Regions from separate parts of the Rattus norvegicus genome. Here region 2 is linked to region 1. A link is a contact called in public Hi-C data. All regions are on one chromosome and are shown on one strand. Each heading gives the region's core, a stretch centred on a gene start, on an enhancer-like site or on the middle of the called end of the contact. The rest is flanking DNA. Distances are from core to core; before and after follow the strand shown.

Evidence for each region. Hi-C and Micro-C count contacts between places; a contact is called where the count stands out from the background.
Region 2: a contact with region 1 is called in a Hi-C map of psoas muscle, with 2.9 times the contacts expected there. The contact joins two enhancer-like sites. A contact is called at or near these places in 2 of 12 Hi-C or Micro-C datasets (frontal cortex and psoas muscle).

The regions. Positions count from the first base shown.
Region 1 is chr9:69,627,839-69,633,444 of GRCr8, forward strand. No RefSeq gene overlaps it. Among named protein-coding and RNA genes, the nearest start is that of Cd28, 30 kb to the right of the region's middle. Within about 2 kb of position 2,938, at least 14 of the 93 cell types and tissues checked have an H3K27ac peak or open chromatin away from gene starts, as enhancers often do.
Region 2 is chr9:69,865,854-69,871,459 of GRCr8, forward strand. It overlaps a transcript of Icos not described here. Among named protein-coding and RNA genes, the nearest start is that of Icos, 9.1 kb to the right of the region's middle. Within about 2 kb of position 2,403, at least 1 of the 93 cell types and tissues checked has an H3K27ac peak or open chromatin away from gene starts, as enhancers often do.

The sequences.
Region 1 (5,606 bases), core at 1,688-4,187:
TCACTTTCTAATTACCTCGCTAAAACACCATGGTCTCGGTCACCATCATGGAAGAAAGCCTTCTTCTGGCTTCCAGTTCTACAGGGTCCGAGTCCGTGATCGCAGAGTGGGGGCAGCTGGTAGCAGGCATGGCAGCAGGAACAGGAAGTTGAGGAATCACATCTTGGACTACAAGCAGGAAGCAGAGAGTGAACTGGAAATGGCATGAGTTCTTATATTTTCAAAGCCATCCACAGGGACTTACTTCTTCCAAAATGTCCATACCTCTTAAATCTCCTCAAACAGTGCCATCACCTGGGGACTATAGGTTTCCTATGGGGGACATTATCATGTCATTTGTGATAATTCATGACACTACAGGTGGAATATTGGTAGGAAGAGGAGACTTTGGAACTAGGGGAGATGGCTCAGTTGGTGAAGTTCTCAACACACAAGCATGAAGACCTGTAATCCCACTGCTAGGGGTAGAAACGGGAGGATTGCTGAGACTTGGTACCCAGTCCTATGCTAGCCAGTCAGTGAGTTCCAGATTAGGTGAAAGACCCTTCCTAAAAAGGTAGAGAAGCAAATAAGAAAAACATTGCTGCCAATTTCTGACCTGGCCACCCATGGGCACTTACCCACGTGCACACATAAAGGAACTGTATACACACATATAGGAACATGTGTATACACACACACACACACACACACACACACACACACACACACACACACACACACATATGCACCACATAAATCTTAGAGAAATTAACCCGGTCTCTAATCAGCAAATAAAATGACACATATCTGAAGGTGCAAAACTGATGTTTTGGTTAATCAAGTGTACCCTGTAGACATGGAAATATGAGTTTTCCCATTTCGTAATGAGGATTTTGGTTTGTGTTTTAAATAGATAGAATGTGTCAGAACTGATACTAAAATCTGGGTCATTTAGAAACTTCCTACCACTGCCTTCAACTCAAGAGCTTAAACTTGAGATGCCCTTAGTGAAGACCGGAAGGGTTCACAGTGGTGGGAACCACAGGCAAGGTTTCCCCATAAAGCAAGATGTCTTGACCCCTGGTAGAGTACAGCTGTTATTAAGTAAGGGGCATTCTTGTTATAGACCAAGAAGGACTGGAGCAAGGACATGCAAGTCTGCTCAAAGATGGCACTGTAGGTGCCAATCAGGTCGGGGAGAGAGAGAGATTCCTTACCTAATGGATACTCCTGAGCCTCAGCCATCAGGGCCCAAGTGCGCTAGCAAAATCTGAAAGCTTTTCAGTCTGTCTAGAGAAGATGATGTCCACCAATATACTGTCAGAAAACTCTGAAATAAAGAAGGTGAGAAACCTGGGACCAAAGCAGCCGAGACTCAGCATCTTGTCACTGCTCCCTGTGTCCTGCAGCACCAATGCTGACCTGCTGCTCCGCAGAAACAACGCCCTAAGAAACATGCGGAGGAAGCCACAAGAGAATGACAGAAGCCAAAGCCAAATGCCAGAAACGGATTGCCAAGAGACGTAGGCTGTCCTCTCTGACATCTGCTACTTCTGAGTCGGAGTCCAGTCAAAAACAAGTCTTTAAGAGGAACAAATACGTGGTCAACCTTTGAAGAAAGGAAGAAAGAAAGGAAGGAAGGAAGAAAGGAAGAAAGGAAGAAAGGAAGAAAGGAAGGAAGAAAGGAAAAAAGGAAGGAAGGAAGAAAGGAAGAAAGGAAGGAAGAAAGGAAGAAAGGAAGGAAGGAAGAAAGGAAGAAAGGAAAAAAGGAAGGAAGGAAGGAAGAAAGAAAGGAAGGAAGGAAGGAAGGAAGAAAGGAAGAAAGAAAGGAAGGAAGGAAGAAAGAAAGGAAGGAAGGATGAAAGGAAGGAAGAAAGGAAGGAAGGAAGGAAGGAAGAAAGGAAGGAAGGAAGGAGGGAGGAAGGAAGGGAGAAAGAAAGAAAGGAAGAAAGAAAGAAAGGAAGAAAGGAAGGAAGGAAGGAAGAAAGAAAGGAAGAAAGGAAGGAAGGAAGGAAGAAAGGTAGGAAGGAAGAAAGGAAGAAAGGAAGAAAGGAAGAAAGGAAGAAAGGAAGAAAGGAAGGAAGGAAGGAAGGAAGAAGGAAGGAAGGAAGAAAGGGTAATTCTTATTTTCAGTTGGAATAAAAACCAACAGGAAACTTCAAGGCATTCCATTTCTGTTAGTTGTTATAATTGATATAACAGTATAGCATTTTATGTATTCTAACTGCAACTGAAAACAGATATCTAATACTTAAGAAAATATTTTCTTTTGGTAGTCATTTTATTCATGGTTTCTCTTCCTCAAATTGGGTCTTTCCCTGTAGCCTAGGCTAGTCTTAAATACATCATTCTGTCCAGGCTGGCCCTCAGACTTACATCAATCCTCCTGCCTCAGTCTACTGAGTGCCAGAATTACAAACACTCACACCCAACTCACCCTATGTGTGTGAACCCTTAAGCTAGTAAGAGAAACTTTGAACTTCTTCTATTCAGTCCTATGTCTACTTTTAGTGAATATTTGTAAGAACCAATATAATTCTTTCTCAGTAACTATGTTTTTTTGTTTCCTTCAGAGGGTCATGTGAAAGATTGTATAATTCAGAAAAGTTATTTCTACTATGAAAAAAAAACACTCCACATTTAAATCAATCTGAGTCTCTCCCTCACATCCAGGCTGAATCTAGGACACATCTGGATGTTGGAAACATCCACATTTGATTGACTTTTCCAGTTTTCAGAGCATTTAGTAAATAAAAGAATAAGGCACTTGTCCTGACACATGCCTTTTAAAGAAGTCAACAGCATTTCTGTGGGACTGGCAAGCCCATAGCACAGCCCTTGTTTCCTGCCCATTGCCCCTGTCAGACGTGCCTCATGCTGGTGGACAAGGTTCACTTTCAAAGGGTGTGGTTTTTGAGGTTGCCAACATGCCTTACCATGGCTTAAAATAGCTCTCTCTGGCTGCCAGATGGCCCAAGGAGACACCCAACTTAGGAGTCACCGACTTTAGAGACTTCTGGGTGCCTTAGGACTAGAACTCTTTCAGGGTCCTTCCTACATTTCTATTTTTAAACATCTGAACCACTTTAAACTTTAAACCAGGACCTTATTCTTCTCCTCCCCCTTCCCCTTGTAAGTGAAAACAGAGAGTAAGAATTAATTTTGGGAACAGACAGCTATGCTGACCTGTTGCCAGTCCCCTGAGAACATTCATTTTAAACTACTCTCCAAAAGAAACTTACTTTTTCAGACTAAATTCTTTGAATTCTGTGTATACAGAAGGCAAGAGAAACCCCATGGGGAAGCAATTCTGGTAGCCTACAAATAAAGCAGCCCCTGTGGCCACCTGACAAGAGTAAAGGAAAAAACCTTAGATACACTCCTCGGGGTAAATTCTTTCCTGGGTACAAATGCACAAAACACAGTTCATTCCAAGTTACAGAATGGTAATTCAATTGCCTGGGGAAATTAAGGGAAAAAAATCTTGAAAGAGAAGGCAAATAATATTATTTAGGGACAGAAATAATTTTTTATTAATTGAATGGAAGAATAAGATGAATAGGGTTTTAAAAAAGAGAAAAATAAATATATTGTAAAGGAGGCCTTCGTCAACTATTTCCTGAGCACTTACTATGCATGAAAAATAGTTGCAGTCTCTAGAGATCTAATAAACAAGAGACTAGAGATATTCCTGGCCCTCATAGGCTTCCTAGTCAGTGGAGGGCTCAGCTAGCTACCTAAACTAGTGTGCTAATGTGGTAGTGTGTGTGTGTGCGTAGATACTTCACAAGGATGCTTAAATCAAGAACTTAAAGGGTTAGATGGACAAAGCTCTTGACTTTGTCTTTGTCTCTACTAGGGTCCTATTGCTGTGATGATAAGACACTATGGCCAAAAGCAAGTTGATCAGGAAAGGCTTTATTTGGTTTATGGTTTCAAATCACAGTACATCATTAAAGGAAGTAAAGGCAGGAACTCAAACAGAACTGGAATCTGGAGGCAGGGGCTGACGCAGAGGCCATGGAGGGTGCTGCTTACTGGGTCGGTCCTCATGGCTTGCTCAGCCTGCTTTCTTCCACAAGCCCAGGGGGTCATGTCAAAACATATTTCCATTGAATTTATTTAATTCTTCTAAATAAGAAGGCACCTAATATGCTCAGTCCTGTGTTTGCGGTGAGCAGACACCACACAGTTCTGGTTCTTATGGGCATACATTGTGAATTTTATATAGTAACTTATAAATACATGAATTCCAATTTTACCAGAAGAAACAATATAAGTGCAAATCTCAAAATAAAAGATTTTAGCTGAGAATGGCAAGAAAATCAAAGGTTTAGATGCATTTTTGGATGCCTATAAGACTGTATTTCATATTTCTATCATTCTTCCCTTTTGTTGTTCTATAATAATTAATGTTTTATACTCTATTGGGAGAGGGACACACAACATGCTCCTTTTAGATATTTTAGCTTTCTGGCCTCGCTCAATTGATAATAGCAAGAGCTACATTTTTTGGGGCTAAATAAATACCAGTTAATCATAACCAGCATTCAGATTCCCTCCAAATCCGTCTTCTAGTTGTCCTGATATTATCAAACCCATTTTTTCAAAATATTATCAAAAAGTTGTCCTGATATGTCAAACCTATTTTTGTGACTATTTTTGAAGCCTGATATTCCTAACACCTGAACAGAGGACAGTTATCCCTGCACAGTGAAAGCTTAGAAGGAAAAGCCAAATTAGAAAAAAAGAGCAGCAGGAATTTTCTCTGTTCTCCAAATGTCAGGAAGATTACTGCCGGATGTTGGTTAATATACACGGAATAGCATTTTTTCTGCTTATAGAGCCAAGAAAATAACTCGAAGTAACTTCACAGTATTAGATATGAACACTGGGGGAGCAAGCTGACCTTTCTAATAGAACAATACCCTACTATTACATTGGTGTTTCCTGGGGCCCTTTGGAATTTTGAGTTATAAGAAGCCATGGTCCCCCCTCCCCTCTCCCCTCCCCTCCCCCCTCCCCTCCCCTCCCCTCTCCCTCCTCTCCCCTCTCCTCTCCCCTCCCCTCCCCCCTCCCCTCCCCTCTCCTCTCCCCTCCCCTCTCCCCTCTTCTCCCCTCCTCTCCCCTCCTCTCCCCTTCTCTCCCCTCCTCTCCTCTCTTCCCCTCCGCTCCCCTCTCCTCTCCTCTCTCCTCTCCTCTTCCCTTCCCTCTTCTCTCCTCCCTCCTTACATTCCCCTTTCCTTCCATTTCTCCTTTCCTTCCATTCCCCCTTCCTTCCTTCCTTCCTACCTTCCTTTCTTTCCTTTTTACTTTTTTCCTTCCTTTCTTCTCCCTTCCCCCCCCATTCCTCCCTTTCAGTAAAGATAGCAAGGTAAGAGGGATCAAATAAAAGAAAGGAAATGAAGTACCAAAAGAAGGACTTAACCATTAAAGCAGACACTTTCCCAAAGGAGTACTCCATCTGCACTTATCATTTACACCTAATAGCCACATGCAGGATGTACTTCCTGTGCTCTGAATCATACATTCTCAACAGAAATTACCCACCGGGGTAAAAGAGGTGTGTGTGTGTGTGTGTGTGTGTGTGTGTGTGTGTGTGTGTGTAAAATTACTTTTTAATG
Region 2 (5,606 bases), core at 1,153-3,652, 240 kb after region 1:
TTGTAGGGTGGTCTGTTTTCAATCCTGAGCTGGTCCTTTCCTTAGTTCTGTTTCCGATTTCTTCACAGGTTCATAGTCTGTTCCATTTTCCCGTTTCTCTGCGAATTTTATGTGTTCTAGAAAATTAGCAACTCCTGGCATGTTTTTAAAAGTTATGTGGTATTTATTTGGTGTTGCATTTCCTTTAAAATTAAGATAAGACTCATTAGTATCTATGCTCCTTTCCTTTCTAATATTGGTACTATGGGTTCTCTTTATCCTCAGACTAAAAGAATCTCGCCCAGATTAATTATTGAAGCAAAGATAGCACTTTTAGTTTATTATTTAACATTTCCTGATTCTTAATGTAATAGTTTTGTTTTAAGATACATATTAATTCTATATTTCTGATTTATAAGGTTACATGATAGTTATTCTTTTTTAATTACTATCAAACCAAGGGATTTATTCATTGGTGCTATTTCATTTCATTTATGCATGTACATGTGTGTGATGCATGTACATGTGTGTGATGCATGTATGTGCGTATATGTGTTTATGTACATATGTGTATATGGATGTGTACTCTTTCTGTGTGTGTACGGTACATGCATGTGTGTTTGTGCATGTGTATACGTACATGTGTGTATATAGGTGTGTCCTCTGTGTATGTATGTGCATGCATGTCTGTGCATGTGTGTTCGTGCATGTGTATATGTACATGTGTGTATATGGGTGTGTGCTCTCTGTGTGTGTATGGCGCATTCACACATGGAGGACCAGAACAGATGTTAAGTGAATTTCTCCACTACTCTCCATCCTTCTTCCTAGAGACAGGATCTCTTGTGGAATAGGAAGCTGCTCTTCTGGTTAGTCTGCTGACCACTGAGTTCTCAGGAAACGCCTGTCTTTGCTGCACTATGTTGGGGCTACAGGCATATGCAGCCATACCTGGAGTTTTATGCATGGATGCAGCCTTATGGTTATGAGAAACTCACAGAAATGTTAAGAGCAGGGGGAGGGATTGGACTCTGAGCCTGGGATCTGCTTCAGACAACCAGTGCCAAGCCTACCCGTCAAGCTTAAGGCTGGTAACAAGTCCAGTTTTTGATAAGCTGGTTTCTCAGAACCTGGTTTCTGGTACCAGTGCATGAGTCTATATAACATGCTTTATCAAGCCTTAAAGTCTTGTGTCCACAGGTACCTGATTCTGTTCCATCGAACTGTCTGCATGTTTTCCAGAGTGATTAAATGATTATACCTTTATACTGTGGCAGGCCTAGTAATCATCTTCACCTTTCTCTCTCTAAAACACACTCTTCAGAATGAAATTTAGTATCACTCTGGCAGTCTCCTTTTACTTCCTCTCTGTGATGGTTTGTATGTTTGGACCACAGAGTGGCAATATTTGGAGGTATGGCCTTGTTAGAGTAGGTGTGTCACTGTAGGTGTGGGCTTTAATACCCTAGCCCTAGCTGTCTGGAAGTCGGTCTTCCACTAGCAGCCTTCAGCTAAAGGCGTAGAACTCTCAGCTCTGCCTGCACCATGCCTGCCTGGGTGCTGCCGTGCTCCCACCTTGATGATAATGGACTGAACCTCTGAACCTGTAAGCCAGCCCCACTTAAATGTTGTCCTTATAAGAGTTGTGTTGGTCACAGTGTCTGTTCACAGCAGTAAAACCCTAAGACACTCCCTTCCTGCATGTTCCTTGGGAGATTTTGAGAAAACCATTTGAGAAAACCACTTATGCCCTGAGCTGGGGAGTCCAACTTGGTTTTGATTCCAAACTTAGTAATCCTGTTCTGAACTAATCTGATTTAAACAGGGAAGTTGGATAATAAAGTGTGACATTAATATTCATGGCTTTATAACTGTACCTGTCAAAAAACTTTGTTAATATTTATATACCCACATGGCTTATCAAACTCCAAAACCAAAGAGCTATGGATACTTCTGCGTGTCTATAATTAGAGGAACAGAGAGTGGTTAGCCATGTCCAAGGTTATTTATAATTGCATTCCTTAGGCAGCATAGCCTCTGAGAGATGGGACTGTAAGCAAACTTTCAGGGCCAATTCTTACACCCCAGAGCCTTTGCTTCTCTTTCCTTCCCAGCACACGAAGAGTGCTAACATAGAAGCAGGTCTGTCTGGGTTCCAGCCATGGTCACAGCTTATCGTAAAGCAACTTCTCTGAGACAGGCCCCTGTGTTAATGAGATGGAGATTATAATATTATCTGTCTGCACAGAGCTGTTCCTGTGAGCATATCATGTGCTAAGGTGTTGTGTGCCCAGCCCCATGCCATGCAAATAACTTTCCCGCCTTCCAACAGTCCTTCCATTTGCCTCTAACTAAGGCATTCTGGGCTGTTTCACAGCATCTTCCCCACTAAGCTTTTCAGGCAGCTCTGACCTTTCTTGCCATAACTCGAGCCTCAAGCAGATATCTATTTACCTCCTTCAAGGTCCTGTCATGGCCTGCCAACTTTTGAGAGAGCCTTGCTTTGATTTTCAAGTGGTTCAGAAGTCAAGAACAGGGGAAGACCTAGTTCCATGTGACTTTCTTAAATCACAAGGCAGTCTACCCAAGACATAAAACAACAGTTCAGAAATGAAAGGGGGCATTGATAATTTGAAACGCTCAATAATTTTACATCTGGAATTTTAAAATTGTTTTCTTTTCATGTACATATGGTGTGTGTGTGTGTTTGTATGTGTGTGTGTGTGCGTGCACATGTGTGTGTATTTGCGTGTGTGGTGGGGGTGCTTGGCTGAGGTTCATCTTGGGAATCTTTCTTGACTGAGGCAGTGTCTCTCAGTCAAACCCAGAGCTTGATACTATGGTGAGGCCAGATTTTCCAGGGATCCTTTATCTCTGCTTTCTGAAACTGGAATTACAGCTGAGTCCCCACACCTACTTTGCCATTGCATGGACTCCGGGGATCCAAAGTCTAGTCCTCTTGCTTGTGTTGTTGGGGTTTAAATCTTGGCTTGTGTCCAGACAGAACACACCAAACCCACATGATTCCATGTGGAGAGGTTTAATGAGAGAAGAGGAGTAGAAGAGGGGAGAAGTAAAGGCCGGCCATGAGCAAGTGGAAGGAAGCAACGGGGAGGGGAATAGGAGAGAGAAGGAACAAAGGAAGAACAGGGAAGAGAAGAGAGCAAAGAGCAAGAGGGAATGGGGAGGGGCAAGCAGCCCCTTATATAGTCAGGCATACCTGGCTGTTGCCAGGTAGCTGTGGGGTGGAGCTTAGACATAATACCAACATGTGTGGCAAGCATGTTAACTGATGCGCCATCCATCTTCCTGTTTCCGTATCCAAATACAGAACTATACCTATGAAACCCTCTTTTTTACACATAAAATCGCTTATGAATTAGTAGATTCTCTGTGCTCCCGAGAGTCACAAGTAGGTATGTAGGGGTCTGACACTCAGTTATATAAGGGGTGGGATTATTGGGGAGTTTAAAGGGCCAGGAGGCTGAACATGGAGGTTTTGGGGAGAAAGGAGCAATAAGCCTCAGGTTCACAATGAAAATAGTGAGGTGCAGTGGAACTAACAGCCAAGCAAATGAGAACATTTTCTGGGCATATTCTCAAGTTCATTGTAGGGCTGGAGAGATGGCCCAGTGGTTAAGAGCACTGGCTGCTCTTCCAGAGGTCCTGAGTTCAATTCCCAGCAACCACATGGTGGCTCACAACCATCTGTAATGGGATCTGATGCCTCTTCTGGTGTGTCTGAAGACAGCTACAGTGTACTCACATACATGAAATAAATAATTCTTTAAAAAAATAAAAAGCTCATTGTTAGCAATATGATTACCTTTGTTCTTTATGTTTAAGGCACTCTACTCCTGTATGCACAGTGAAGAGTCACCAAACTTTAACAACACCCCTCACTAACATTCAATGCATCTTATTCTCACTGAATAATACATGATTCAGAAATATTTTTAAAATTTAGAAAAGCACAAAGAAAATATAACTTTTGAAATGTTAGCATTTTAATTAAGATTAAAATGTAATTAAGATTTAATTTCATCAAGATTCTGGCATCTAGCTTTTTGTTCTGTTATAATTTCTACACAGTTTTCTTTTATATAATATTTTACTTTTGTTCATATGTATATGTGTGTGAACATATGTGTGTTTATGTATGTGTACCTGTGTGCTGTACACACTTGGAGGGCAGAGGACAATGTCAGTCTTTCTCTATTAAGTCTACCTTGTTCCTTGAGGTGGGATTTCTCAGTTAGGAGTTAGGCCAGCAAGCCTTAGAGGTTCCAGTCTCCAATCTTCATGGTGATGGGGTCACGCTTAAGCAAGCAACCTTGCTGGATTTTTAAAAGTTCCTTTTATCTTACTCTCCCTCCCTTCCTCCCTCCCCACTATGTGTGTGTGTGAGTACACATGCATGTACCTGCCTACTGTGGGGTGTGTGTGTATGTGTGCGTGTGTTTGATAGCACAGTTGATGGGAGTAGATTCTCTCCTACCTTGTGGGTCCTGGGATCAATCTCAGGTCACTAGGATTGGCAGCAAGTTACTTTATCACTGGGCCATCTTGCTGGCTTTGCCTAGCTCTTTCTATGTAGATATTGGGAACTCAGAAGCTCACATTTGTGCAGCAAATACTCTTACCCACTGAGCCATATTCCTGGTTACAACTTTATATATTTCATATGAAACTTTAAATATTAAGATTAAATAAATGGTGTACATATCACTTGTCTTTTCCACTTACTGTATCCTAAGAGGCTTCTCAACCATTCCATGTAATCTTTGGCTTGAACCTTTGTGCTGGCTTCTACTGGATGTGGTTTTTCTTTTGCTTTTTTGGTGGCCTTGAAAGATGAATAGTTATTTTTTTTTTCTTTAAGAATGGAAAGCACACTTTCAGTTTATACCAGTAGGTGTCATCCATTCATACAAAGCATAATCTAAAACGTATAATGCAATTCAACCTAATTTCTAATGCTAGTCTACACAGGTGCCTTGGGGGGGAGGGTATTTAAGTTGTAGCAGATTTTAGAGCTCCTCCTTCTATGTGCGTGCGTGTGTGTGTGTGTGCGCGCGCGCGTGCGTGTGTGTGTGTTGAGGTTGGAGGATGATTTTGGGTTTCCGTATACACATTCTACCTTGTTTGAGACAAGGTCTCTTTGTTGTTCATTACCATCTAACCCAGGCTAACTGACATGTTAGTTTCAGGAAATCCTCCATCTTGCTGTAAAAGTACTAGGGGTACAGATGTGCACTAACACACCTGGCTTTACATGGCTTCTGGATATCTGAACTCACTTTTCAGGTTTGTATCTACCCAGCTAGAGGGCAGGTTTATTTTTATTTTTAATGGAATGAAGCTCATATGTTTGAAGATATTGCTTTTGCATCCTCAAAATGTGTCAGTTACTACGGGGGTTACTAAAGTCTTACTTTGAACAGCTACGAAAGTTGTCATGGTTTTCTGCTAGGGGTCACTGGTCTCAATCCTGTCAATAAAAAATTGAAACATAGTAAGATTTATAGTAAAATATAAAATAATTATTAAAACTGATGAAATATTTAAATAATCACATTAGTACTGCTTAATGACTTTGGAGAATTTTCATATACATCATCCTTTTC